Linked DNA regions of Mus musculus: all the other regions are linked to region 3. The links are chromatin contacts, called in public promoter capture Hi-C maps. All regions are on one chromosome and are shown on one strand. The core of a region is the stretch at or near the end of the contact, and the rest is flanking DNA. Distances in the headings are between cores, read along the strand shown. Region 1 holds the start of Usp6nl (USP6 N-terminal like). Region 2 holds the start of Upf2 (UPF2 regulator of nonsense transcripts homolog (yeast)). Region 3 holds the start of Taf3 (TATA-box binding protein associated factor 3). Region 4 holds the start of Nudt5 (nudix (nucleoside diphosphate linked moiety X)-type motif 5).

Region 1 (6,942 bases), core at 1,109-3,608, 3.7 Mb before region 3:
GTAAGATGAATCACATGAGGCTTTCCAGAGTCTCCACGGCACAACCCACTTTGCTACTCCCCAAACCTGAATGGACTGCATAGCCATCGATCCACATTGCAAGGTCTCAGTTTACAGGAGACTCTAGGAACAGCGCCTTTGATCTGCAGTTTTGAAGATGAAAGCTAAGGATGCATGGTTTACTTTTGAAAATTTCCCCATGTTCTATATTTTCATGTTCTCACCGCAAATTATACTCTTAACCCTAGTTATTATGGAGTCTTGTGGGAAACTTAAACATGTACTTTTACCTTTGGCAATATTCTGTAAGTATTGTCATGAGTATAACATAACTTTTAAAAACGAAATGCAAACATCACTCTTCCTGTTATGTGATCGGAAAGTTCTAAATGGCTGGCATTTGCAGAATATTCTCATTGGAGATACAAACTGTTTATTCCCCCTTTCATTTTCTCTGGGATTTTGACAGTGAACTTTCCCCCCAGTTGAAGGGGGAATCACATGTATGATATCTATCGTATGTTAGAGGGAATAGGATCACAAGGCGGACATAACTTAAATATGCATTTTTTTTTTTAGGACAGCGGTTGCTAAACGACTACCCCAAGACTCAAGTGTTCCTATTTGTGTAGGTTTTCAGTGAAATTCAGCTACCCTCATTCTTGAATATATTTCTGAATAATAGTACAGACTGCTAAGTCTGAAGTTGGGCCGACAGTGCTGACAGTTAAGTCTAGAATATAGTATTACACTAATATAAACTTCACACACACATCTGAAACTTCTCCTTCAGTTTGTGAAGCAAGCTGTGTCCAGCATTGCCCCTCCAACTCATTGATATTTTTGTATTTGTGGTAAAATTTCTGGATGAATTCTCTTGAGCCTCTGTGGGGTTCCCAAGGTATCCGGAGAGACGGTAACTCAAACGTTATACTTTAATTCAGTAAGTGTCTTTTGGAGGACTTCTGCAATCTTCAAAGCACAATGTAAGTACATGCGTATGTGCATGTGTTGTCATCAAAGACTTGGAAGCTGTAGGCATTGTCACAAATGGAGAGCTCTTTGGTGACTTGCTAATTTTGGAATTCTATTCCTTATATTTGAGTGTTGAAAAAATTCCCATGACCATCCAACTTTTGACCTGATTTTCACCAAACCAACTGTGCCATTTGTACATACCAGAATAAACAAATCAATAAACAAAACAAAACCCAAAGTAGTGTTTCCAAACCTGGTTTAAATGGAGACCTGAATGAAGGGATGCGCGCGCGCCTGTCTGTCTGTCTGTCCAAAAGGCCCTGGGTTTCACTGGTTAATCAGCATTTGAGAGTCAGAAGTGGCCTCAGAGGCCATCTAAGACCCAAGGAGTCACAGGTGTTAAAGTCTGCAAGCCCAGGAAGGGCCAGGACTCTGCCTCTCCTCAATTCCTCAAGGAACACAGTTTGCAGTGAGTGTCAGGTTTCACCAGCCTGGGAAAGAGTAAACGCAGTGCACAGTTGCCAGCTATAGTAATTCTAGTTCCTGGAAACAAGGACAGAAGCCTTTTAGCTACTCGCACACCCAAACCTTTGCTGCTTCTAGTGAATAAATCATTTAACCGTCAGCAAATTACAGTGTTGGGAAGTTTACATCATCCCCTTTTTACATCAGTTCTTAATGGAAGACCGTGGGGATTAAAACTCTTGACACAGAAAAAGCTGACCTAAAGAAAGATGGGCCAGGGAATGAACACTGTTTAGGCAGCAAAAGGCTTGCACACAGTAGCCTACTTAAAGTTGTGCTGATCTGAACTCTTGGCATAAATGCCTGGAAATTGACTGTGTGACCTTGTGTCAGTAACAGAGCCACTCTGTTGACAGATTCACTGTGCACACACTACCAAGCATTTGTTTGCGCGGGGAACAACTCCACGAAGCAGGTACAGTTTCCCTCTCACTTCACGGGTGAGGATACCGAGTCCAAGAAAAACCCAAGTGCAGTAGGCAACGTCTGAAGGCTGGCGAGCGGACGGGCCTCATCCGCGAAAGGCGCCGTGCTCTGCCGGCTGCCCTCAGGTGTCAGACACAGCACTGGTCCCAGCCCGTGAGTAGCTCTGGAGCGATCGCTGGGCGCCGCCGGGTCGGCGGACCCCCTCTTCATGCAGAGGGGCTCGGGCCGTCGGCCTCCGCCCGCAGCCCATCGAGCGCGCGCCCGGCGGGAGCGCGGGAACAGCGCACGTGCCGCCGGGAAGGCAGGGGCTGTCCGCCCGCGCCAAGATGGCGGCGGCCGCGGCCGCAACGGCGACTGTTGGCGGCCGGTGAGGCGGGCGGGGCCGGCGGCGCGGAGGCGGGGTCCCGGGAGAGCCGCCCTGGGGAAGGCGGGGGCCGTTTCCATAGCGGCGGCGGCTGGAGGTGTCGCGCCGGGGAACTTCCTGGTTCCCGGGCTCGGCTTTGCCGGGAGCCTCCTGGAAGGGAAACAATGGGGCGGAGGGCACTGCGGTAGCCGCCGCCGCCGCCGCGCCGGACCTCTCGGCCTCCCGCGACTGGCCGCCGCCGCCGCCGCCGGGACCGCTTGGAGGTAACTTCCTTTTCTCTTCAGCCGCTGCTACAGGGGCTGGCGGGGTCTAAAGGCGAGGGGGCCAGGTCGGAACTGGCTCCGGGCAGCCGGTCGCCGCCATTCCCGGCCCCGGGCAGAGGGCACGCTGCGGCGGCGCGGCCTGGCCCGAGCCGGCTCCCGTGGACCCCGCGCGCCGTGTTGCTCGCGCGTGGGGGTGGTGGTCTGCGGTGTGATTGACAGGCGGGCGGGCGCGCGCGCGGGAGCGGCCGGGCGGGGGGCCGAGAGGGCTCGGCGCTGCGTGCAGACCCCCGGGGAGGCGGAACGCTCCGGCCGCCTTCCTCCCCCACCCCGCGTGCAAGTTTCGGTCCCCGGGGAGACGTGTCTCCCTTGCAAGTTTCAGTTGCGTCCTGCGGGAGCGCGAGTGGGCAGGACCCAGGCAAACTTCGTTCGCTGAGACGATTGCCTGGGATGCCGCAAGAACTTTGGAGCAGCCCCGGGGAGGATGGGCGGGCGGGAGGGAGCTGGAAATCCGTGCGCCCCGGCAAAGTTTTGCTGGCTAGTTTGGGGCTCCGGGAGCGCGGCGTTTCTATAGGGGATGAGCACGGTGGCTCGCAGGTGTTTTAATGCAGAGAATGAGAGAAGTCTTACTCCATGGTGGGACGTTCATATATGTTGAGCATCGAGATCTCTGGGCTCTTCTTTAGGCACACTCCGTATAATCGACAGATACTTTTTTTTTTTTTAAAGATTTATTTATTTTATCTATATGCGTACACTGTAGCTGTACGGATGGTTGTGAGCCACCAATGTGGTTGTTGGAATTTGAACTCAGGACCTCCGGAAGAGCAGTCAGTGCTCTTAACCGCCCAGCCATTTCTCCAGCTATCCACAGATATTTTGAATTTTATTTTTAAAATTAGCGTACAAGGTGTTAGCTAACATCACGGCATTTTCGAATAAAGCTGCGTTAGTAGATTCTTCTGTTCACTCATTCCTCCTACCCCAGATGCTTTTTAAGGAGACTAATATGCGTTGTGCCTTATGGAAAGGCTCGGTGAATTGGGGCAGTACTGCGACACGAATGGAAAAAGTTGTAGGGACAGTGTTCAAAGTATTCTTGCTGGAACAGTTTAGTCGTGGATCCTTCCTTCCTTCTTTCCTTCCTTCCTTCCTTCCTTCCTTCCTTCCTTCCTTCCTTCCCTTCTTCCATTCCTATGTAATTAGATCTATGAGACAAGTTGTTTCATAGCTCAGAAAAGTTTCGCGGTACGGTTGATTGAGATGACTCGTGACCAATTCCCTCCCATACTGAATCTCTGGAAGTTTTCTCGGTGGTGGTGGGAACTAGGGCAGAGTTTTAAATTATTTCCCCTTTCTTTAACTCACCTTAATAATCAGTAAACTGGCATTTAAACAATGACTCACTGCTTTTCTCACCAAGACCCCACAATTAACAAAATATTTCCTAGTTTGTCATAATTTTATAGGTGAAATTGTAAGCATGCTGTCTCGTTCACTCCTTAGTTTGTACTCTCTCCAGGCCATTATGCTGTAAATCAAAATGGAAAAGGAAATTATACTAATAACAGTATTAATTAACTTGTGCGGGGGGGGGGGGTCGGGACGACGACGACACAGAGCCCTAATTGCAAGGACAGGTGCCCTCAGTTGAAGAATCAGGGCACTCCCACAAAGGTATTGAAGAAACATCCTTTGTCTGACTTTAGAGTGTGGTCCTGAGCCCTAGTGCTGTTCGCCACTTTTTAAATCAGACTACTGCTCTAGGTTGGGCTTGGTTCTGGTGAGTATAATCCATCAGTACCCTTTTGCCTTAAATATATATATTTTAAAAGATTTTTTTATTTTATGTGTATGAATGTTGCCTGCATTTTTGCGTATGCACCACACATGTGCTTGTTGCTCTCAAGAGGTCAGAAGAGGATGTCAGATCTCCAGGAACTAGAGTTCTGAATGGTTGTGGGCCATCATGTATTAGCAGCAAGTGTGCCTAACCACTGAGCCATCTCTCCAGCCCTCCATTACTCCCTCTCAGGGTGTTTTGTGGTGCAGGTAACCCTTAGCAAGGACAACTGGTCTGGTTAAACAAGTACCTGAGGAGAAGTGGCAGACGTGGTGTTGGGTGTATAGTGACTGATCATCTTCATGCATTGAGTGGGAACCAGCAGATCCAGTCTGGGGCTCCAGGGCCTAGCTTTGTTCTGTAGTGTATTGGCCTAGCTTTGCCATCATGACGAATTATTGTTACATTTTGTAGCCAGGAAATGATTTTGGTTGAAAAATTGAGGAATGTTAAGGAAGTCAAAGAATTTAGAATACTAAAACTTTGAGAGTTGCTACTTCAGGTATCGAGGAGGAGACATTTTCTGGCTCTGAGTTTAATTCTACTTTAACCATCCTTGTTTTGTAACCAGTGCAATTCAGACTAATTACCACAGACTTACAGTTTGCCCCTTCAGTGTAATTTGTGAGAAGCATTTTCCATTTACAGATGTGATCTAATTATACAGTAGAGAATAATTTTCTCCTCTAAAAGGTTTCTACCATCTTTTGCAGTTAACCTAAGAATCACAATTTGAAGAGAGTCTGGCCTGTAGCATCCTTCCACATAGTGGACAGGGATTAGAGAGTGTGGGGATTAGAGACACAGAGACCATTCCTGGCTGGCTAGTATCTATAGGAACTCTCGTTGCATGACTTCATTCTTCAAAGCTTATTGTTTCATGAAATTAGGATATTTGAGGGTGAGAGGGAAAGTGTGTACACAGTACAGACTGAGGGAGACTGAGGTGGAGGTCATAGGAGAGTGGTCCCTGCACAGCCTCTGTGCTGCTGTCACTGCTTAAAGAGAAGCTCCTGAACCAGTCCCTCATCGTCTGCCTCAGAGTCATCCCAGAGAGTGAGTCACGCTTGATCCTCACGGCCACACAGACATGGAAGAGACTGTCCACTGCACTGTCTGCTTTTAGAACTCTTGGGTTACTGTTAGTTTCTATGGCTGTTAAACTTGGACTAAATGCTAAATAAAATATCCTTTAGTTTTTTTGTTTTTTGTTTTCAGAACAAAGATTGTAAGGATCATTGTTGATTGAGTGTGTTTCTTTTTCCCTTGTTGGCTTAGACTACCTTATTTAATTAAACATACTCACTCTTCACAAAGCTTTAGGAGCTGTCTACCCTAAGAGAAAATGTCTAGTAAGTATTGGGGTTGTCTCATTTGCTTGTAGCAAGATCAAGATCGACTTGGGAATTTTGTGTCTCCCTAAGTGGTTTTGGCTCTACAGAGATGATTTTGTTATCTTGTGACAGAAGCACACCTTGCACCTGTGTCATTGTGACAGGAGTGTAGCAGAGGTTACATGTCCCGTCCCGTCCCGTCCTCCCCCCCCCCCCCCCCCCGGAAGTTTTCTTCCACTGTATCAACAAGTGAATTGAAAAAAAAAAAAAAAAAGAAATGTTGAAGTGCTGTGGTAGACTGTCATTTAAAAACGGCTCAGTATATTAATTTTACACTAGCTATGTTACTAGGGATGGCAAATCTGCGTTTCAGCACAGTGGGAGTGCAGGGTTCTTGCACCCATGCTCCCTGGGAACTACTGGGCTGTTCACTTTGTTGGCTTTCTGGCAGGTTAATTTATCAGTGTATATGGAGTAAGATAAGACAAGGTGAAGTGAAAATCACAAAAGAAAAAAATTGAATAGGTGAGGAGGATAGTTTCGAAATCTGTCTTACCTAGGCCGTTTATTCCTAAAATTCATTCTTGGTTTGCCTTGAGTTTTTAAAAATGACATCTCATTTTTCTTTCCTTCCTTCCTTCCTTTTTTTTTTTTTGTTTCAGTTTGGGATTATAGATTTTACTACTCTCAAGTGTTTACCTAAATTTTGGTGTATCATTTTATTATTACAGTTTTGTGTGTGTGTGTGCACTTATGCAGACGGTGTGGGCACCTGATTCAATGTGGGCCCATGAGCATGCTGGAGTTGCACCTCATGAATCGTTCCTTAGGAACCACCTGCCCTGTGTTTCCATAGAGTGACTCTGACCTGCCTTGCTGTTAGGCTAGGCCGGCTGCCTATGAGCCTCAGGTACCCTCCTGTCCCCCTCCCTAGGTTATGCTTGGGTTTAGTTTACTTCCAAGTTGTCCTTTCTTTGGGGGTTTGTTTTCTTGAGGTCTTAATTGAAATCAAGGGATGGTTCACCTAGTCTTTCTGACACTGTGACACTTTGCCTTTAGTGTTGAGGGCTGCCTGCCTAAGTACAGTGCACCCTCTCAGGAGCCTGCCTAAGTACAGTGCACCCTCTCAGGAGCCTGCCTAAGTACAGTGCACCCTCTCAGGAGCCTGTCTAAGTACAGTGCACCCTCTCAGGAGCCTGCCTAAGTACAGTG
Region 2 (6,656 bases), core at 1,379-3,878, 4.1 Mb before region 3:
AGATAATAACTAATACTCTAAGCACACTGTACTGCAGAGCTAGGTTGTTTAGTAGGTTAGGTGGCTGAAATAGTTTCAGTTTGGGTTGAATTTAAAACAGGTGTAAAGAAGATGCAAGACTGTTCTAAATGGAGCAGCACCTGTAATGTTTAAGTCAATGATTAAATTTTCATCTCGGGCAGAGTTCCTTCCCATGTCTCATCTGCTCACTTCATTGTATCTAGCTGGATAACACAGGCTTAGTGTTTAGTGTACTAAACATATTATGAGTTAGTGCTGGGGAGCAAACCCAGGGTTGTTTGCATGCTCAGCAAATGCTCTACCATTGAGCTGATCCTTAGCGCCTCCTCTTGTTTGTTCCCTGTGATGACAAGAGTTCCTAAGAACACCTGGGGTGTTCTTAGACAGGGGTTGACTTGTTTAGGATGAGAACTTGTTCATCAATACAGGGATAGATCTCTTTTTTCTTCCTTTTTTAAAAGTTAAAAGAAAACTGTGTGGGTGTGTGTATGTATACATGTGCACTGCAGACACCAGTAGAGGGTACCAGAGCGCCTGGGTCTAGAGTTATACAGTTGGTTGGTTGTGAGCTACCATGTGGGTGCTAGGAACTGAACCCAGCTATCTGCAACAGCAGCAGGTAATTTTAACTCTTGGGCCGTCTCTCCAGCCCCCAGTTTTTCTCAGTTTTTAAGTGGGGTCCTGAGTTAGAGCCCAGGGCTTCATGCAAGATAAGGCAATGCTGTAAACTACATTCTAGATCCAGGAAATAAATACTTTCTTGTTCTGAGATAGGATTTTGCTGTGTGCTAGGATGGCCTCTAATTTGTAGCAATCCTCTTGTGCTGAATTACAGATGTGAACCACCACACCACCAGATCTGGAGCAGGGTAAGACAGACAAAATAAGAAAAGGAGACCTGCGACTTGGAAGTGGTCCTCAGTTGTGTGTTATAGAAAAAGCTTCTCGGGCTGTAGAGATGGCTCAGTGGTTAAGAGCACTGACTGCTCTTCCAGAGGTCCTGAGTTCAAATCCCAGCAACCACATGGTGGCTCACAACCATCCGTAATGAGATCTGACACCCTCTTCTGGTGCATCTGAAGACAGCTACAGTGTACTTAGGTATAATAATAAATAAATATTAAAAAATAAAAAAAGCCGGGCGTGGTGGCGCACGCCTTTAATCCCAGTACTCCGGAGGCAGAGGCAGGCGGATTTCTGAGTTTGAGGCCAGCCTGGTCTACAAAGTGAGTTCCAGGATAGCCAGGGCTACACAGAGAAACTCTGTCTCGAAAAACAAAAAACAAAAAGCTTCTCATAATTACTTATCAATGGCATAGAGTGGCAGCATTCACCTCTCCCTCCTTCGGTGCCCTTTACGTGATTGACCTATTGGTTGTTTTGAACAAGAAAAAATTAACCCAGGAGGTGCACAATTTGAAAGAGAATTTACTTGCTAATAATGAAGTGGGCAGGGAGAAAGCAAATGGGCAAAGGCTGAATAAAAAGGGGGCAAAGACATCTCAAGCACTAAGGTTGGTAGCAGATCATTGTACGGGCTTGAACACTGATGAATCCAGACTTGTTTTGCACCTTTGTTCCTTTGGCTATGGGCCAACCAGAGCAGAACCATATGTACATCTAAGCAGACCACAATCTGAACACGAATCGGAGGTCAGAAGCACATTATATCCACTTGGGAAAACAGGTTGAGCAGCTGATAATGCACTTCACAGTCAATTTGGTTCAAGTTCGTAACCCCATCCCTTTAAAAACGGGGCGATTTCATTCCACTGTGAAAGTTATAATACTTACAATAGAGGGCTTTCTATATTTTCCAAATGGGAAAAGCCTTGATTGCTCTCTATTTTAGCTGTTTTTCATGTCCAACACCTTAAACCGGTTCTGGAAATTCCCCCACCAGTCTACTCTACCTCTACCTTCCTCAACAGCCATGTTCTTTAGCTTTTCGATTTTTTAAACCTTCAACCTTTCGGTATTAGTCCAATCAAAGTTTGCCTTCTTGAACCCGTTCCTCACGTTCGCATCAGGCAACCTTCGGAGAACTAAGTTACCAACCTTGACCTCGACAGCGCCCCGTAATTCTACTATCCCACCACTCTTCTATGCCTCCTTAGAGTTCCGCCCCGTCTCATTCTCGCTCCCCCCACCCCCGCCCCCAGCCGTGAATCGCTTGCGCCTGCGCATCTCCAATTCAGGCGCTTTCCCTTTCCTGACGACCAATCCACTTCCCGCCTCCGGTCCTTGGAACACTCCTCCCCTCTGCTGGGGCCCTGATTGGAGGTGCTGGAAGCGGTTGTCCTATTCATTGCCTGTACATAAAAATTTACAGATAGGAGAATTTCAACGAATATCTGAAGGAGAAGCACATCCTCGAGATTAGGTATAGATTGATCACTTCTTAACCCAGACGAGGGATTGAACACATAGCGAGGGACCGGAGACGAAGGTCCATTTGGACTAGGCAGTCGTGCGGGCAGCCTTTTCCTTTTCCCTCTGCGCTCCGCCCCGCCCCCCTAGCAGCCCGGCCGCGTTGGTGAGTGGCGGGCGGGCGGGCCGACGGGCGGAGGGAGGAGGGGAGCGGAGGGAAGGCGGGCCCTCGTCTGCGAGAGCGGCGGGGGGAGGGGAGGGGAGCCCGAGCGCTGGAGTTGGTGCTGGGAAACCCGGGGCTAATGTTGACAACAGGCACTAGGTGAGTTCCGGGGATCCTCCTTCCCCCTCCACTCCGACGATAGGGACGAGCTGGTGCGGAGGGCTACCGGTCCGGACTCCTGCTCCCCGAGGGACCCGAGAGGCGACTCCGCACTCCAGCTCTCCGGGGGCGGCGAGCAGTGGAGGGACGAGCGGATCGGACGTCGTCCTCCTCAGACCCCTCTCCCGGAGGCTCCGGTCAATGTGGGGGGGATGTCTCGGCCCGGCCGAGGCCGGCGTGAGGGGCGATAGAAGAGGTGTCTGCCCCGCATGCCTGGGCCCAGCGTCGGGGCTGGAGGCGGAGGAGCCTGCCGTGGAGGGGGAAGGTGTTCGGGGGCGTGGAAGAGTGCGAGGAGAGGCTTGGGGCGAGCTCGGCGGTCCGGAGGGAAGCGTGGACGAGGGAGCGGGGAAGATGTGGAGTAGGCAGTCGAGCTGGAGAGGCTGCAGTCTGAGGGAGTGTGGGATGAGAAGTTAGGCTTGGGGCTTAGATGTCCCCACGGAATAGGAGTTGTGGACGGGAAGTGTGTCAATGGTGGGACCCTGAGACCCAGCGGGGGTTTGTGGGAGATTTGTGGGTGATGCGTGTGCAGGGGAAGAGGCTTGGAGCGGACCTGCGGATGGGGGGCAACGGGGCTGTTCGGGTTTACTTCCTTTTAATCAGGTAGGATGGTTGACTGTTCGACTCGAACTCAAGGCTTTCATTACTTCCCTTACAAGCAAGTACTGTTGAACTAAAGAGAAGCCTAGCAGAGGCTGCTTACAGGTTTGGGGGTACGCATGGAAGCGAATAGCCTTGCTCTTAGAAAACCTTAAATGTACCGATTGACACATTAGATGAAAATAAGACTGTTACTGACCCTTCTCATTTGTCATAGTTTTTAGGGGTTCATAAAAGTCGTACAGATCGTCAGGAAAGCCACTTTTGAGCTGTGGTGAAATCTCTGAAAAAATTTGAATAAGTCTCGTACATATATAAGGATTTTGTAAAAGAATAAACTCAGAAACCGGAAGATATCTCTGTGCTGTTCTACCTTTAGAACATTTTGAGTTCAAAACACAGACTTGAAAGGTAAACCAGCATTCTCTTACTCTGTAGTGTTTTCAGAGCAGTCTGATTGTGATTTCATACATAGACCATATGGTACTTAGCAAACTTATAGCTGTATTAGGGGACACCTCCGTTCTCTGTCCTCTCTCCAGGACACTGCATTAGAGTCTGTCTTACTAGTAAAACAGTTTTTACTTTCTTTTGGAAGTTTAGAATGTACTTAGAAAGGCAACTAAAATAATACAGACCAAGTGCCGGGAGCGGTATTTTGGGAGCTAGAAAGGTGGTTTTCAATCATACTTTCCTTTTAAGGGCTGTCTGAGTACTTAGCAGAGTAGTTTGTAAAAGTTGATTCTATTTCAATTTCAAGACCACTAATTTTTATATTCACTTCTTTAATATAATATTACATGGGAAATTTGGAGACACTCTAGGTGAATTATTTAGCTGTTATTAAATAAGAATCTAGTGCTTTTATTAGATTTAATTTATTGAATTTAAATTGACAGATTACAAGTGTATTGTCATTGGATTTGTGTTTCTTTTCTCTTCTCTTCTCTTCTCTTCTCTTCTCTTCTCTTCTCTTCTTTCTTTCTTTGTTTTTTGAGACAGGGTTTCTCTGTCTAGCCCTGGCTGTCCTGGAACTCACTCTGTAGACCAGGCTGGCCTCGAACTCAGAAATCCGCCTGCCTCTGCCTCCCAAGTGCCGGGATTAAAGGCATGCGCTACCACTGCCCAGTTTTGTGTTTGTTTGCTAGTGTACTTGGTTTACACAGTCCTGTGAGTGTGAACATAGTGGAAACGAGCCCTGGGTAGCTACGGAAGCACTTGGGTAGTGTTGGGCAGCTTGTATTGTCTAACACTCAGCGTAACCCTGAAGCTTGGAGGGTAGAGCCCCATAGTCTGTTTAATCCTAAAGATCACTCATCTAGTAATGGCCTTTTCAGCGTCAGGCCTGAAAGAGAGCTGTCATTTAGTGTCTTTCTTTCTTTCTTTTTTTCCTTTTGTTTTGTTTTTCGAGACAGGGTTTCTCTGTGTAGTCCTGGCTGTCCTGGAACTCACTCTGTACACCAGGCTGGCCTCGAACTCAGAAATCCTCCTGTCTCTGCCTACCAAGTGCTGGGATTAAAGGTGTGTGCCATCACTACCCAGCATTTAGTGTCTCTCTTTATGGTGGCTACTGTGCTATAGGTTAGTAATTCTTTAAGATGGGCAGCAACAGCTTCATTTTATTGGCAAATAATTAAAATAAACAGAAGTTAAGTTGCCTGATTTCCATAGCTAGTAAGATACAAAGCTGGGACGCAGACTTAAGGCTGACTTGAACACCTGTTCTGTTTGCTCAAGTGGTATTCCTGCCTGGACTTTAGTTATAAGTTTGTTAGCTGAAATTTGGTTCTGATACCAAGACTTGCAGATCTTTTTGGGAATCTGTTTTACCATCTTCAGAAACAGGATTTGTCTTAATTTGTCACTGACTGTTACTGTTTATTAGTGTGGTAGTTATTTACATAAACTAAAAAGTGAATATTGGTGAGTCGTGAAAGTTTGGGACCCTGATGAGCTTATAAATGATGATCATTCATGGATTTGTCAGATAAAGAGTGAGTTGATTCTATGGAAGAATTTTAGTTTTGTAAGGAACACTTTAGTTATAAATTCTGATGTCATTTTTGTTGTCTGAGAATTGTATGTTCTTATAATCTTGAAATATCTTGTTACTTCAAATCACAAAATTCAAATTCCATAAATTTTTGTTGCATATAATGATTAATACCCTTAAATAAGATTGTGCTGTTACCTTAAACATTACATTGTCTCCGTACGTTCAGCCAGAGTGTGCCAGTAAGTTAACGTTATGTTGCAAGTGCTTAGCCATTATCAGAGCTTCCCGCTGAGATTCATAATTCTATGATTTGTCATAGTCGGGTGTCTGTGATCAAGTCTTCCATCACATAGTTTGGTACTCTGAGGGTTCTTAACTTGGCTGAAGACTGTGAATTCACATTCCAGTTCTATCATCAGCTGTGGGGACCCTGGTCAAGTTACTTGGTTAAGTCTCACTTTACTCATTTATAAATAGGGAAAATAATACCCTCCTCATAAAAATTTTAGGATTACATGAGATAATGTACATAAAATGTTTAGTATGGCTCCTGTGACTAGATACTGGTATTATACTGTTTGAAGGTTTGTTTTAGAGAGTGGTATTTTCACATTAAAGGTGGACATATACTGGAGAAAAAGAAGGTAAATAAGAAGGGAGGCTGAAGGAAGGTAAAGGCTGACAACTAGGCTGTCTGTGTACCTTCAGAATTCTCCTGGTCTAGGCTGTCTTTCTGATAATATTTAACTCTAAAGTAATAAATTCCTTATTTATTTATACTTTATTTATTATTGCAAAGGCTTTAGCTATTAACCTGGGATTTCTTGCTATAAATTTAAATGCCATACTTGAAAATATTTAAGAATACTTGTATATCCTTAACTTTTACTAAGACACCAAGAAGTTTAAATACTTTTATACTTTGTAAATAATATTGTGAATTTTCTTGTATGTAACTTGCAGATAATTTAGAAGTTAAAACGTAAAAGTAGTGCCCCAAAAAATTGTGTGAGATAACTAGCTCTAGGGTAGAGAAATATATTTTCTGAGAAGTTACTACATTTTAGTGAGATATACAGGTTTTTTCTTTCAGTATCTGTAGTTTCCAGTTAAGGATGTGTTTGTTTAGCGCTGTCCAAATAGCACTTTCTGTGATGGTGGAAATGTTTGGTATCTGCACTGCCTTGCTTGGAAGCCACTGGTCGTGGGAAGTTGAACACTTGAAATATGGTGGTCCTGAGCAGCTGAGTTACAGGTTTTATTTAAGCTGCATTCATGGATAAGTGGCTT
Region 3 (6,925 bases), core at 2,199-4,698:
AGCAGTACCCATACCCAGGGACCAATGCGTCAACATGTGTAGGAGAAACTGTCACCTTAGAAAAATTTATAACTTTGTTACTTGAGGAATTAATAGCAACTTCTGTACTTGTTTTAATTTTTATGTATTTATTTTAGAAAAAGGATCACACACCATCAGCCTACGTGTGTCGATATTCTGACACCCTGGTAGACAGAGCTTGTATTCCACAACCCTCAGCCCAAGCTCAGTTTATAAGTAGTGCTCAATAAACGCTTGTCAGAAACACCAAGAGAACTGATTATAGAATACAAGATGACATAATAGTAACCTGAAGTTACAGAACTCAGTTTTAAAAGAAATTTGTAATTCTCTGTGTGTGTGTGTGTGTGTGTGTGTGTGTGTGTGTGCATACATGTACGTACCCTTTCTCATGGGATGAATTGATTATTTTCATATTCTACTACAGTACTAATGTGCTAACAGACTGGAGAACCCTAACTGTATTTGTATCACACTATGGTGGAGCTAAACCAGTATATACACTCAGGAAACTGTTAGCTAGAAAATGAATGGATAGCCTGCAACCTTGCACTCTAAAACCATCTGTTTAATAAGTAAGCATTTTTAACAAGTCACCAAATCCAAATGGGAAATAATGAATCTTCGAATCATATTCTCATTAAAAAAAAGAGCGAAAAGGAAGAGAAGAAAACTGACTAGAAAAAGATGGGTAATTATAAAAAGTTTCATACTGGACAGTGGCAGCACGTATCTTTAATCCCAGCATTCAGGAGGCAGAGACAAGCAGATCTCTGTGAATTCAAGGACAGCCTGGTCTACAGAGAGAGTTACAGGACAGCCTGGGATATGAAAAAACCACCACCAAAAAAAACAAAAAACAAAAACCAACCAACCAAACAAACAAACAAACAAAAAAAACCCCAAAACTCTGTCTCAAAAAAACAAAAGAAAAGGCCAGGGAATGGAGGGGAAAGGGTTCATGATAAATGTGATGGCCCACACCTTTAATCCCAGCACTCATGAGGCAGAGGCAGGCGTCTGGTCTACATACTGAGCTCTAGGATAACCAGGGCTATGAAGAGAGACCATGTCTCAAACATAAACATAAAATAAAATGGGGGGCGGGGGGAGGAGGGAAGAGAGGAGAGAGAGGGGAATGAAGAGGTTCTCAGTAAAGCACAATGAGTTCTTGGACACTTTGGAATGCTTGAATCCATGAACTACCTGGCATGGAAGGTAACTATGTATTCAGGGGATATTTTCAGAACCCAAAAGGTATACATCTGCCTTTAGTTCAGGAACTAGGTAACAAAATATAATCTATCTTAAACATAATAGTAACAATATACTGAAGGTCAATGGAGAAGGGGCTTGAAGGTAAGGAAGCAACAGCTAGACGATCATTCTACCACCACACACGTTAAATCAAGCACTCAAAAAGATGTGCATTTTAGGAATTCATTCACTAAGTCTTTTGTGGACTACCCATTAATTTACTAGCCAACTGTTTCCTATTTGGAACAACCCTAGGGTGACACAAATCAGGATGCTCCAATCAGTTAGCACAGTAGGTACTAGAGTAATACAAATACAATCAAGGGTGCTCCAATCAGCACATTAGGTACTTACGCAGAATATGAATATAATCAATTTATCTTCTGGGTCAGGGTACACATATACACAAACAATTACAAAATAAGATAAATAGGATCTGATTTGTTGGGGTTTCATTATTTTGTTAGGAATGGCATTTGGAGTCTTGAAGGTATGGCGAATCTATAGGCCCTCACTTTAAAAGTAGGAACCACTGTAGCAGAACAAATTACTCTATAAAACACTTCATTTAGTTATCCAACTTGCCACCTTAAACGTCATATCTTGGAATTTAAATGAACGTTATAATCCCCGCCCCCCCCCACACACACACACACTCATACATCAGTAAAAATCACACATCTATAAAATGATCTGTACCTTCTACAAATCATTAAATACCACCGGGTAAAGACACTACTGGGCATTCACTTAAAAGTCAATACACTGTCCCCAGATTCTATGTCTCAAGTTCCTCCCGTGGGGCTGGCTTCTAGTTGTGGGGACATCCCATAAGTAGTTTCAAGAGGGAAACTGGGTATTACTTGGCCACCAGGATTCAGCCCTAGTTTCAACTGCAGTCCTCCATGTGGGACCGTCCCCACTCTCCTAGAACACACCTGAAAGGGCTGGAGCCCTGAAGAGGGGCAACACGGAGGACTGTGCTATCTTTACTCACTCCCAAAACATACACAGGAGCCTTTAATCTCATTAAAGAGACATGAACCAGAAAAAAAAAAGTTAATACATACTGCGACACTGAGTACCCGGAAAACCTCCCAAATTACCGAGTGATGCTTCCCATCACACTTAGATCAACACTAACAGAAGAGCATAGAGGAAGGACGCCGTGCGTAACTGAGATGCTTATTGAAAGGTATTCAGCGAAATCGACAAAACCTGCCTTGAAAAGTAGTAGGCGAAGTCTGTGAAACGAACAGATAGAGAGGGGAGAAAAAAAAAAAAAAAAGGCAGCGACCCTGACTGAGCGGAGCTGTCAACGAGTCTATTTGGGAGCTCAGGAATGGCCAGCCTTGTAAGAAACGGCCGGTAGACGGAGCGCCTGTGACAACTAGTTGTAGTAGTTTGCGAGCAAGGGAGGCAAAAGACCAAGGTGAGCGAGGTGGAGAGCATTCTGGGGGTGGCTCTGGCCGCAGCCGACCCGAGACAATGAGAGAGACCGAAGCACTGGTCCAGGAGCAGCATCGGTGAGAGGGTGTGTGGCTGCGAGCCGGGACCCCGCTTCCCTGCCGGTGGCGGGAAGTTAGCGGATGAGGAAGAGGCACCTAAGGGATGACTGGAGTTCGCAGGAGACGGTGGAAGCCCCCCAGACGGTCGGAGTCTGAGAGGATCCCCATGTCGAAGCCGGCTTCGGAACGCCACCCCTGCAGGGGATGCCCAAAGGGGTCCGGAGGGGCAAAGGTGTCACTCGTGACCGGCTTGGGGCAGCCCTCCCGCAACCCAGCCCCAGTACTCACAGAGTTCAGAGTACCGATGGCAGCCCCGGCCCAGCTGCTGCAGATAGCGCTGCAGGACGTCGGTGAGGAGGTGGCAGGCGCTGAGCTGCACCGAGTCCCAGCCCAGCGCCTGGCAGATCTGCGCCACCGAGACCCTCAACAACGACCTAGAGTAACTCTCGCACATCCCGCTGCGTGGACGCCACCGCAGCCCTTCGCTGCCACTGCTCTCCAGCCCTGCCGCCTCGCCTCAGCAGAGCCCCCGATTCATTCTCTGGGGGCCCCGCGGCGGGGAAATCGTCCCCCCTCCGACCCGGAGCGACCACCTCAAAGCCTCAGCAGCACGGAGCGCGCCAGCCTGAGAGCCGCCATTTTGGACTCGCTCCGCCTCCCGCTGGACGGCCGCCGGGGCGAGGCAGTACGAGCAGAAGGCCGAGAGATAGGCGGCCCAGGCTCCGCCCAGTGGGAGGAGAGCGATCGTCTCGGGATCGACTCTAGAGCCTGGACGCCGGCCGGAAGCCGAGTGACTGGGCGCAGGTGGAGTCTGCGCCTCCCTGACAACAGGTGCCGGTGTCTTTCTCTCCCCGCTGATGGAAAAGTAAGAGGTGACCCTCGGTGTGTTCAGGGGCAAACCAGGGAGGCAGTGGAATGTTAAGGACTTAACATCGATAATGTTGATAGAGATTCAAGTGTGAAACTAGAGAATTGGGAATATAAGCTACTCCGCAGAACGCGGATTCGATTGTTTTCCTTTACTTAAATCTAAAAAAGTAAAAACGAAATTAAAAGATGAAAGATAGTATTCAGAATGAAATAGTGGCCACTTGGGAGGTTTGAGTGAAATCCAAGATGTTCACTCAGGAGGCTGAGGCAATCATAAGCTAGAGGCCAACTAGAGTCACCGAAAAACCGAAAAAGACTCCGGCTCTAAAAAAAACAATCAGAGCTAATAAACTCATGTTGTTCATTGTGTCGTTCAATGCTCTTCATAATATGGCTGGTTTTAAGGAAAAATGCCTACGTGTTCAATTAGTGGGAACTGCCCCCCTCTTCCCCAGTAGTGAGCAAGATATTATTTTAGTGCAGTTTATAGCTAGTTCTAGTTTGCGTCTTACTAGTCACAATACGTAGTCTATCCAAGACGTGGAGAATGCAGTTCCCTACAGAGGTCGAATACTCTGTAAATCCTTGAGACTGGTTTTGTCCAGAGAATGCTTGCTTGCCTTTCCCAGGGCTTCTTCCAGCCCTAGTTGCATTTTGCCTGACGGTAACAGAAACTGTGATGAGATGATAAATAGGTTTGGTTGAAATAGTGGGTTGTCCCGTCCGTCCATCCCGTCGTCCGCCCCCGCCCGCCCCCCCCCCCCCGTGAGTCTCAATCTTGTTATGTTGCAACATCTGCCCTTAGACTTTTGGGACTGAAGTGAGCCTCCACAGTAACTGGCACTTTGGGCAACTGCTGGTAGACCCTGATTAATAATCCCAGTGCTGGGCAGGCAGAGGGAGGCAGATACCTGAGTTCAAGGCCAGCCTGGTCTACAGAGCTAGTTACAGAACAGGAAAAAAAGTTTCAAATTAAAGCCAAACCAATCCCAGTGACTACTGAGTTAAACCAAACCTACTTCGGCTATATTTAACTACTCCATTTCTTAGTTGTGCCTGCCATATCTACCATTGACTATTCAGTATATAAGTTTATGTGCCCTCTCCAATAAATTGTTTCTAGGCAGCTGTGATGGCTAGTCTCAGTTGTCAACTTTAGTACATCTGGAATCAACTAAACCCCAAATGACTGGGCACACTTGCGAGAGATTTCTTTTCTTAATTAAATCTCTTGTAGTGGAAAGACACACTTCTAGTCTGGGTCTTTGACGTGGGACTATCCATCTTTAATCTGGCCCACATCTTCTGCTGGCAGCTTATATAAAACACATAAAAGAAGGAAGCTTGCTTTCTCTTCGCCTGCTTGCCTTCACTCCAGCTCACAAGTGCATTCTGTCACGGGAAGTAGAGGCTACTTCTTTGGGATTCCAGAGTATACTGAAGATCAGCTGAGACATCTAGCCTCTTGGACTAAACAACTTCTGAATTCTTGGACCTTGTTTGTAGGCAGCCATTGTTGGGTTAACTGGACCATAGCCTATAAGTCATTGTAATAAATCCCCTTCTTAAAGTCTTGAGAGCCCAATAAATCTGAAACCATGTTAGTTTTGACAAATGGCAGTCTGGAGAGAAGCATCGACACTCAGTCCATTGGGAGTTCTGTGCCCAAGTGTCAGGAGCCTGTTTGATGCAAAATCACAAGGATACTTTTCATCTCGTCTCGGGCCTTAATTGAACATTTTTAATTTTTTTGTTGTTTTTTTCCAGACAGTGTTTCTGTGGAGCTCTGGCTGTCCTAGAACTCTAGAGCAGGCAGGCCTCAAACTCAAATATCTGCCTCCTTCTGCCTCCCAAGTTCTGAGACTAAAGGTGTGTGTCACTGTGCCTAGCTCATTTTTAGAACTGTTTCATAACATTGAACATTTCCTTAATTTGAAACTCATACCTTGGATTCCCTTCCCCTACTACCTCTTTATTTGCCTGAGTGTAGTGGAAAAAATTCAAAACTACAGAAAAGCTGAAACAAACAAGATTCATGGATTATTAACATTTTGCCACATTTACTATATATGGAAATATTTTAATTAACTTATACTCACCTTTTCCAAGAACAGCTTGAAAATAAGCTGCAAACCTCATGCCACTTAAGTCTGAAAAGCTGAGCATTTATCCTCCGAAACCAGCACCGTTCCCTGTGTAACCATATGTATGACCATATGGCCACGACTCTGGTTTCCCAGGAAGCTAAGTGTGGGATGGAGGGAACTCTACAGCAGGTTTATCTGGGAGCACTCTTGGGACACCAAATGTGGGAGGGAAGGAGTGGGAGCCAGGCAGATACACTGTCAAGGAAGGCCTCAGCCAATCTCAGGGTGCTTGCTGAAACTCTTGGACCTTTAACATTGCCAAATTCATAGGTGATTTGTGTAGACTTTGCAGGAAAGGGTGTGTGAACTTAGGCCAATGTACTGTTTACAGCTGAGTCAGTTCCATGGAAGGCTTAAGTCCTTGAGAGCTGAGGAGCTCGGTACTATCCTATTAATATTCAGCATACGTCTTCTGTTTCTCCTTTGCTCTCTTTCTTGGTGTAAATCTGAAGAACAGCTCTTTCAGAGGTGGTGGGGGTTCTCCTCTGAGAACATCATTAAAAAGGAAAACCAGGAACTGTTACCACTCTCCCTACTGCGGATGGGCCCCGTGTCTATTTCCAGTGGCTTGCTCAGACCTTGTGTGTAAGGGAGGGCTCTGAGTCCTAGGCTTCCATATCCTTTCTAGATTGTGGCTGCTGACCTTGTCAATTCACCCTCAAAATTGAACAAAAGTACCCAAACAGACCACCAATATGGCAGATAGTGCCCATTACCCATTGGGATAACAGCTCAGTCTTCTCCTATGAGGATCGGCTGCCTAGATGGACCTCTCTGCTGATATCTTGTGGCTGAAGTACTAAGGTAACACCTGAAGCCTTGTCCATTCCAGCAGGACTTTTACTGTCTCCTTTGGTAAAACTCGCCCATTTTGGAGATGAGACCCATAAGCCTCAAGAACTCTGGGTTGCAGGAATTGGAACAATTACCTAAGTAAGTCCCTGGGAGTGATGGCAAGTGGAGAATCTTCAGTCTCTAGTCCATGTTATCTCCCTGTTGAGAACCCCGCTCCAAAGAAAAGCCATTGAGTAAAGTCTGTACCGCATCCTCAGAGATTGTACCCCATCCCCACAAAGTATTTCCTATAAGCTTGTGCTTAGCAGTGCCTACAAAGGCCAAAAC
Region 4 (6,903 bases), core at 1,370-3,869, 4.2 Mb before region 3:
GGAGAGAAGGAGAAAGAGAAGGAGAAGAAGAAGGAGAAGAAGGAGGAAGAAAGAAGAAGAAAGAAAAAAGAAAGAAAGAAGAAGAAAGGAGGAAGGAAGAAAGAAAGAAAGAAAGAAAGAAAGAAAGAAAGAAAGAAAAAATAAAAGACTAGCCAAATCCAGACAACCAGACAGAAATCAGAGTGGCGAGAATAAGTGTGTGAATGAGTGTCTGCGGAATGCTCACTTCTCAATGGGACAGCTACATCAACCTCACACCAAGGCTCAGGAAACATTGCTAACCAGTGGGTAGAGGCCAGAGGACGGACAATGTGAGCTGTTGTCTTCTAGACCTGATGTGGCGGGGCACTCACCTGCTCTGGTTACCGGCTAAAGATCAGGCCAGGTAGAGTTCCAGGACAAACAGGGAGAAACTTTCAACCCTACTCCTAGCTGATAGCTACTGACAATTGCCTGCTGTGGGAAGCAGAGTCATTTTTCTTTGGTGCTGAGGACACTAGAAGATTTCCCAGGCTCAGTGGATGCCCCCCCACACACACACACAGACACACAGGCATCACTAAGTTGGGAGGTGGACCCTGTTACTTAGACCTGAGAGAAGTGGAAGGGGGTAACAGGGAGTAAACAGGGTCAAAATACATTGTATGCATATATAGAATTCTGGAAGAACAAAGAAAAATTATTTTCTAAAATGAATTTGCATAATCAGCTCTGAACCAAAAGTCATAAAAATAAAATACTAATGCTACAGCAGTAGCCAGAATGTATATCTTGAGCACTGAAACAAACAACTGAAGCAGGCTGCCATATGACTCCACATGATTTGTCTGGAATGTAGGAGGGCTGTCCTGCACAGAATAAATGCTTTCATGGGGGATAGGTAAGATGGCTTAGCAGTGGGTAAAGGTACCAGCCATCAAATCTGACAGCTTGAGGTTCAATCCCCAGGACTCATGTGGTAGAGGAGAAAACAAACTCCTGCAAGTTATCCTGTAACTTCCATATGCCCAATATGGACACATGGGCACGTGTGTACACATATGTAGTCACAGACTTGTCTAGGGATGCCAGAAAATCCCAGTTATTGGTTGACTTCCTTCTCGTTACCATCCTCATATCCACCTATATGTGGCATACATTTTAAGTGTACTAAAATAATTCACTTTGGGGCTGGTGAGATGGCTCAGTGGGTAAGAGCACCCGACTGCTCTTCCGAAGGTCCAGAGTTCGAATCCCAGCAACCACATGGTGGCTCACAACCATCCGTAACAAGATCTGACTCCCTCTTCTGGTGTGTCTGAAGACAGCTACAGTGTACTTACATATAATAATAAAATAAATAAAATTAAAAAAAAAAAAATTCACTTTAATGAGGCTTTATTAAATCCAAAAGGTAACAGGCAACATTTTTCATGTGTTTACTATGTGCTACAAAAGAGTGGCAACATTTTAAGTATTTTTTTTCTTTTGCAATTCTCATGACAATCCTATTATGTTTCTAAGTTTTCAAATGTGGTTTAGAGAGATTAAGTAATTTGCTGAAGATGCTGATAGAACCAGAATTCAAAGCCAGACAGAGGGTTCTGACTCTACAATCTAATTCTTGGGGGCAGGATTTTGTTTTTTGTGGTTTTGTTTTGTTTTGTTTTTGGATGCACCAATTCACCGTGGGCATTCTGCAAACCTGGACAGATTCCTTGTTCCAGGCCAGAGAACTAGAGAATAGGATCCCACCTTCTCAGCCAGGCGGTGGTGGCTCACGCCTTTAATCCCAGCACTTGGGAGGCAGAGGCAGGTGGATTTCTGAGTTCGAGGCCAGCCTGGTCTACAAAGTGAGTTCCAGGACAGCAAGGGCTACACAGAGAAACCCTGTCTCAAAAATCAAAAAAAAAAAAAAAAAAAAAAAAAAAACCCAAAACCAAAAACCAAACGATCCCACTTTCTCTCCAGATGGGTTGCTTCTTCTCAGAACACTGGATCGTCAGTAGCAATGCAACCTATACACACTACCAAACTGGAGCTTCATCCAGACTTGGAGGTACCGTCTGTATCACTGTTCTCATTGTACAATGATGGAACGCAACTCTCACCAGAGGGGGTTGTCGGTCAGCAGCAGGCAAAGTCTCCAGTTTTGTTTTGTTTATTGCCTTGCGCTTCTGACAATTCCCAAAGTATCTATTTCAATCTACCCTACCGAGGACCCCCACCGCCTCCCTACCTCCCTCGACTCGCTCTTTGATTCCGAACAGGACGCACGGCAAACACTGATCTACTTGTTAATCTTGCTCCGTCAAAGCCAATAGAAAATCCGCAGCTCGACACAGTCGCTCCCACTGAGTAGAAGGCCTGCGGATTTTGTTTAGTTTTCTGAAGGGATGGGATTTACCCAAACCCCCCGGTTTGACTCCGGGATAGGTTACCTCTTGATGGTAAGGCTTCGGAAAAGTGGGTACCACGCGGAGAACTGACAGTGACTAACATGCTCCTTCTTCATTCTCCAGCTGCCGCGTCAATAGCCGCCTTTCCCTCTCCCGCCAGCCCTCTCCCGGAACCCTGCGCAGCACTTCCGGAAGTGCCGACCGAGCCGTCTTAAAGAAAGGACTCTTCCGGTCCGTAAAAGTCCGCTGGCGCTAGACTCTAGAGCCATGGTAGACTGTATGCTTAGCGTGCCCACACAGACGCGCAAGACACACAGAGATCTGAGTCCGCAGAGAAGAGGCACGAAAGCGTAGATTTTTAGGAAGCTTACATCTCCGCTTTCGTCTGTATGCACCTCGACCCGGAAGGTAATCATCTGAAGCTAGCTGAGCTTCTACGGGTGCCTGGAGGAGGACGTGTGCACATCCTCCTTGCACCACGAGAGGCGCCGGTGTCTCTAGCGGTGGCGCCTGATTCTACGGAGACTGCAGCTTCTGCCTGATCCTTTTTCCTTTCCTCCTCAATCCCTTCCACATCCCACAGTTTAGTGTAGGTAAGTGGGCGCGAGCCAACCTCGGTACTAAGTGTCCTTGGAGAGGGGAAGGGAAAAAAGGGCGCGAGCACAACCGATGGTGCCCAGAGTACAGCCCGCCGCGCGCGCGTGTCTCCGCGTCTGCGCCTGAGCGCGAGACGAGAACCCGGGATCCAGGCGGACCAGCCTGGGCTACGAGAGGAACCTGGGAACAGCACAGTAAATGTTGGAACACATCAGTTGAGGCATCTACAAGAAGGATGGCCCCTTCTCATTCCGGAAAGTAGATTTTAGAGACACAGGGAAGAAGTCCCGCATGCACGATTCTGGGGAGGAGGGTGGTATTTTACGATCCTGAAGATGAAAGAAGCGATGTTCGTCTGAGAAATCAAGAAAAAGGGGAAAGTTGTGTCTTTTAAGCTTAAAGTTTAGTCCAATTCCGAAAAAGTTACCAGTGTGGAAAAAGCACATATTTTTATCAATGTCTCTGCAATGATGAAATCGTAAAAGGTTGGAAGAGTTTGTATACGACAACTTGTGATATCATTTTTCTCCCTACTCCTTTTTCCATCTATCATCCTACAAAGTTCAGTTTCTTTTTAAAAAAAAAAAAAAAAAAGGAAAAAAATCACCAGCTGCAAGAGACAGGCCTTTCAAACCCTCTGGTGCTTCCTGTAATGTAGAAGCCTTGGGCATGTTCCAAGCACGTATTTGTCCAGAAGCACCACATTTCTGATACTCACCCTCACAGAAAAATAAATTGCATTTTCCACAGCGCATCTAAGCAGTTTAAATTAGAGAGAGAGGAAAAACCCCAGCCACTGTTGACCTCTTTAGAAAGGTATTTGTTAGAACTGATGAACAGAATCCTCTGTATTTTGAATTAGAATTCGTGCTCGCGCGTGCACACACACACAGGAGAGGTATACATTGTTTGAAATGTTACAGGTAAAGTGGTTGGAAGCATTGCTTAAAGAATACCTTCCAAAATCAAGATCAATGGTTTATAATGTTGCAGTGTATAATGATGTGTTGTGGATAGCAGAGCTTCTTATTTAAGAATGGTGGTATCCAGAATTAATCAATCCTGGGTTTTGTTGCTTGTTTGTTGTTTTGATACATAGTCTCTCTCTACATACTCCTGTCTGGCCTGGAACTCTTTGGTTCTCAATGTGTGGGTCACGACCCTCTCACAGGTCCTATATCAGATGCTCTATAGACCAGATATTCACATGACAATTCATGACACCAAATTACAGTTGCAAAGTTGCAACGAAATGATTTTATAGTTGGGGGAGGGGGTCACCACAACATGAGGAACTGTATTAAAGGATGGACACTTTAAGAAGGTTGAGGACCACTGCTCTGCATAGACCAAGCTGGCCTCAAACTCATAAAGATCCACTTGCCTCAGTCTCTTCAGTGCTAGGATCAAGGTCTGGCTAGTCCTCTGTGATGTGAGGAAAAGCAGCAATAATCCATATCTTCCCTTTTCATTTTCTGGAGAATGGTGCTGCTTCTCAGAGACAGAGAGCATATGTGAGAGGCCACAAAAACTTGTTTTATTTGACCTACCGAGTTGCAGGGGGAGGGGGAATGTGAGCAGAGGTTGGGAATGCATTTGGGTAAAGTACTTTTTGTTGTAGATAGGAATGTTATCCATCTGGGTGGAGCAGTACTGCCCAGCAAACCTTTGGGCATAGAAACTGAAGCAGTTATTTGTAGAGAACCTGCTAAGTTTGTAAACTTTAGGAAGAGGGCAGGGAAGGAAATGGAGCGGTCTTGTATATTCTGTCTTTTCAGTATCTGTTTTTACTGCTGCAGTAGGTACTGCTACAGACTCAGCCAACTTTCAATAAATTGACACCACAAACAAAGGATCTTCAAGTGTTTGGAACAGTAGAGCTCATTTCTTACTATGTTTTAACCACCATGTTTGTCTTCATGTAGCCTTGCTGGGGTTTTTGTATTTTTCAGTTTTCATCCATGACAGTCTTTAAATACAATGGTGGAAAAAAATCATATTATCAAATATTTAAAAACTTTAATTTACTATTAGTGTGTGCCAGTGCAGGTGGGTATGTACCACAAGTATATGGATATCAAAGGACAACTTTTCAGTTTGAGGGACTGAGTTCTTCCTATGTAGGACCCTGGGATTTCATGGAGGACTCAAGCTTGCTCTCAGGCACGTTGACCTGCTGAGCTATCCCACCAGCCCCTTGGGACTTTTTTTTTTTAATGTCAGTACTCAAATGGTTACAGCCAGGGTGACCTACTGAATAATTCCAAAATGGAAAACAAAAACAACAACAACAAAAACACATTTTCTTTCTTGAACTCATAACATGACTTTTAGATTAATATTTCCAGTGTTACAAACTCAGTAAGTCCAAATACAAACCCTGACTCAGATCTTTCTTCTAATGTTCTAGTCTTCTTTAAAATCTTATTGGCATCACCCTGTATTTCCCCTAAACGCAGTTTTAGAACAAATACTAAACTCTAGCTATTGTTTGTTACTGCTGACACCCTGCTGCACATTCTCATTATCTCTCGCCTAAAACTATTACAAGAAGTTCCTTACAGACTCATTACTTTGTGGCTGTAATCAATTAACCTTCCCAAGGGTCATTACAGTCAGTTCCCTCTTGCTCACCTAGAATTAAGTGGTGTAATAATAAACTGCCATAAATGATTTTTTTTATAAGTCACTGAGTAGTATAATCTCAATAAATGTCAGTTCCCTCCTTTAGCACTTACTAGTGGCCCCTGTCAAGAGAAAGAACACATCGAGAACTTGAGTGGCTTTCTGCTCTTACCAATGTGAGTACAAGGATTCTTCTTTAGTCTAACAGTAGTTTTCAATGAAGGAAAGGGCACTGAAATCCATTTGATGTGGGTCCCAAAATTTTACCATGTATAGTATAAAAGAGTGATTGTTTTCTGGTTTGTTTAAAGTTAACTTTTAAAGTTTTAATATTTTTATATTATATAAATATTATAATATAAATACATTTATAACCAAAATTATTTAATATTTTTATACTAATATTTTATTCTTTGTTCTTTATTAAATAACTTTTCTTTCTTTTGTTTTGAAGTTAATTCTTTGACAGTTTTATACTTGTGCATACTGGTTACATGCTGGTTACTCTTTCTTCTAACCCTCCCTTATCTCCTTCCCAGCCTTATCAACACCCCCTTCTCCCTATCAGTTCCTTTCCCAGATTCATGACTTTCAGTTTTGTTATGTGACCATTTGGTTTAGTCAGAGGCATCTATGTGACCATTGGACTGGGATTATCAATTGGAGCTTGGTGGTGGCATGGGAGGTCACTTAACTGATGATAGTAATCCCCTTTTTCCGTGTGTGTGTCAGGGTCTCCTTACTTGTCCGGCTCTTGAGCAATCATTGAATAATCAGTAGTTTGGGGAGTTCTTGACTGCAGTGGCTGTTCTTAAGATGGCATTTTGCAGCCCCTCTTCTGTCTGCCGGCCTTTCCCATCTTTTCTCACAACCTTCCACAGTGCTTGCACAGCTTTGACAGGGATGATATAGATGTCCTGTTTGAGGTAGAGCACTCTGCCACAACTCTCAACACTGAATGCAGTCACAAAACTCTAACTTCATCTCAACTCACTGGAAAGAGACTCTTGGTTAATCGGAGATTGGTAATTGTTTATGGATATAAATATGTGCATTTAAGACCCATGTTCTCCTTCACTATGCACCGGTTTCTGTACCAATATGGATTCCCTTCTGTGGAGAGTAGGTCCCAAATCCAATAAAAGAATGGTTGGTTGCCCCATGACAGTTGTACCACTGTTGGTGTCAGATCCAGGGCTCACAGCTGGGTAAGGCTGGCGGTGACTAGTCTTCTCCTGGCAGCCTGCAGGGCACAGTCTGGCATTATAAAAGACAGCAAAGAGCTATCCAGCTCAGGTCCAGC

The links. Promoter capture Hi-C pulls out the DNA fragments that hold promoters and counts their contacts.
Region 1: a contact with region 3 is called in a promoter capture Hi-C map of pre-B cells, with 2.3 times the contacts expected there. The contact joins the promoter of Usp6nl here to the promoter of Taf3 in region 3. A contact is called at or near these places in 2 of 39 promoter capture datasets (cranial neural crest and pre-B cells) and 1 of 484 Hi-C or Micro-C datasets (embryonic stem cells).
Region 2: a promoter capture Hi-C map of pre-B cells shows a contact between it and region 3, with 4 times the contacts expected there. The contact joins the promoter of Upf2 here to the promoter of Taf3 in region 3. A contact is called at or near these places in 4 of 39 promoter capture datasets (cranial neural crest, hippocampal neurons, pre-B cells and 1 more) and 1 of 484 Hi-C or Micro-C datasets (embryonic stem cells).
Region 4: a promoter capture Hi-C map of pre-B cells shows a contact between it and region 3, with 2.7 times the contacts expected there. The contact joins the promoter of Nudt5 here to the promoter of Taf3 in region 3. A contact is called at or near these places in 2 of 39 promoter capture datasets (cranial neural crest and pre-B cells).

What each region holds. Positions count from the first base shown.
Region 1 is chr2:6,320,399-6,327,340 of GRCm38.p6, forward strand. Usp6nl (USP6 N-terminal like) reads left to right here and starts at 2,359. Exons shown (of 15, transcript NM_001080548.1): 1 at 2,359-2,556. A230108P19Rik (RIKEN cDNA A230108P19 gene) reads left to right here. Exons shown (of 7, transcript NR_040333.1): 7 at 1-1,213.
Region 2 is chr2:5,948,841-5,955,496 of GRCm38.p6, forward strand. Upf2 (UPF2 regulator of nonsense transcripts homolog (yeast)) reads left to right here and starts at 2,629. Exons shown (of 22, transcript NM_001081132.1): 1 at 2,629-2,713.
Region 3 is chr2:10,045,161-10,052,085 of GRCm38.p6, forward strand. Taf3 (TATA-box binding protein associated factor 3) reads right to left here and starts at 3,449. Exons shown (of 7, transcript NM_027748.3): 1 at 3,075-3,449. The coding sequence starts at 3,240.
Region 4 is chr2:5,842,415-5,849,317 of GRCm38.p6, forward strand. It overlaps Nudt5 (nudix (nucleoside diphosphate linked moiety X)-type motif 5), which reads left to right and starts at 2,620. Exons shown (of 10, transcript NM_016918.3): 1 at 2,620-2,971. Cdc123 (cell division cycle 123) reads right to left here and starts at 2,763. Exons shown (of 13, transcript NM_133837.5): 1 at 2,421-2,763. The coding sequence starts at 2,494.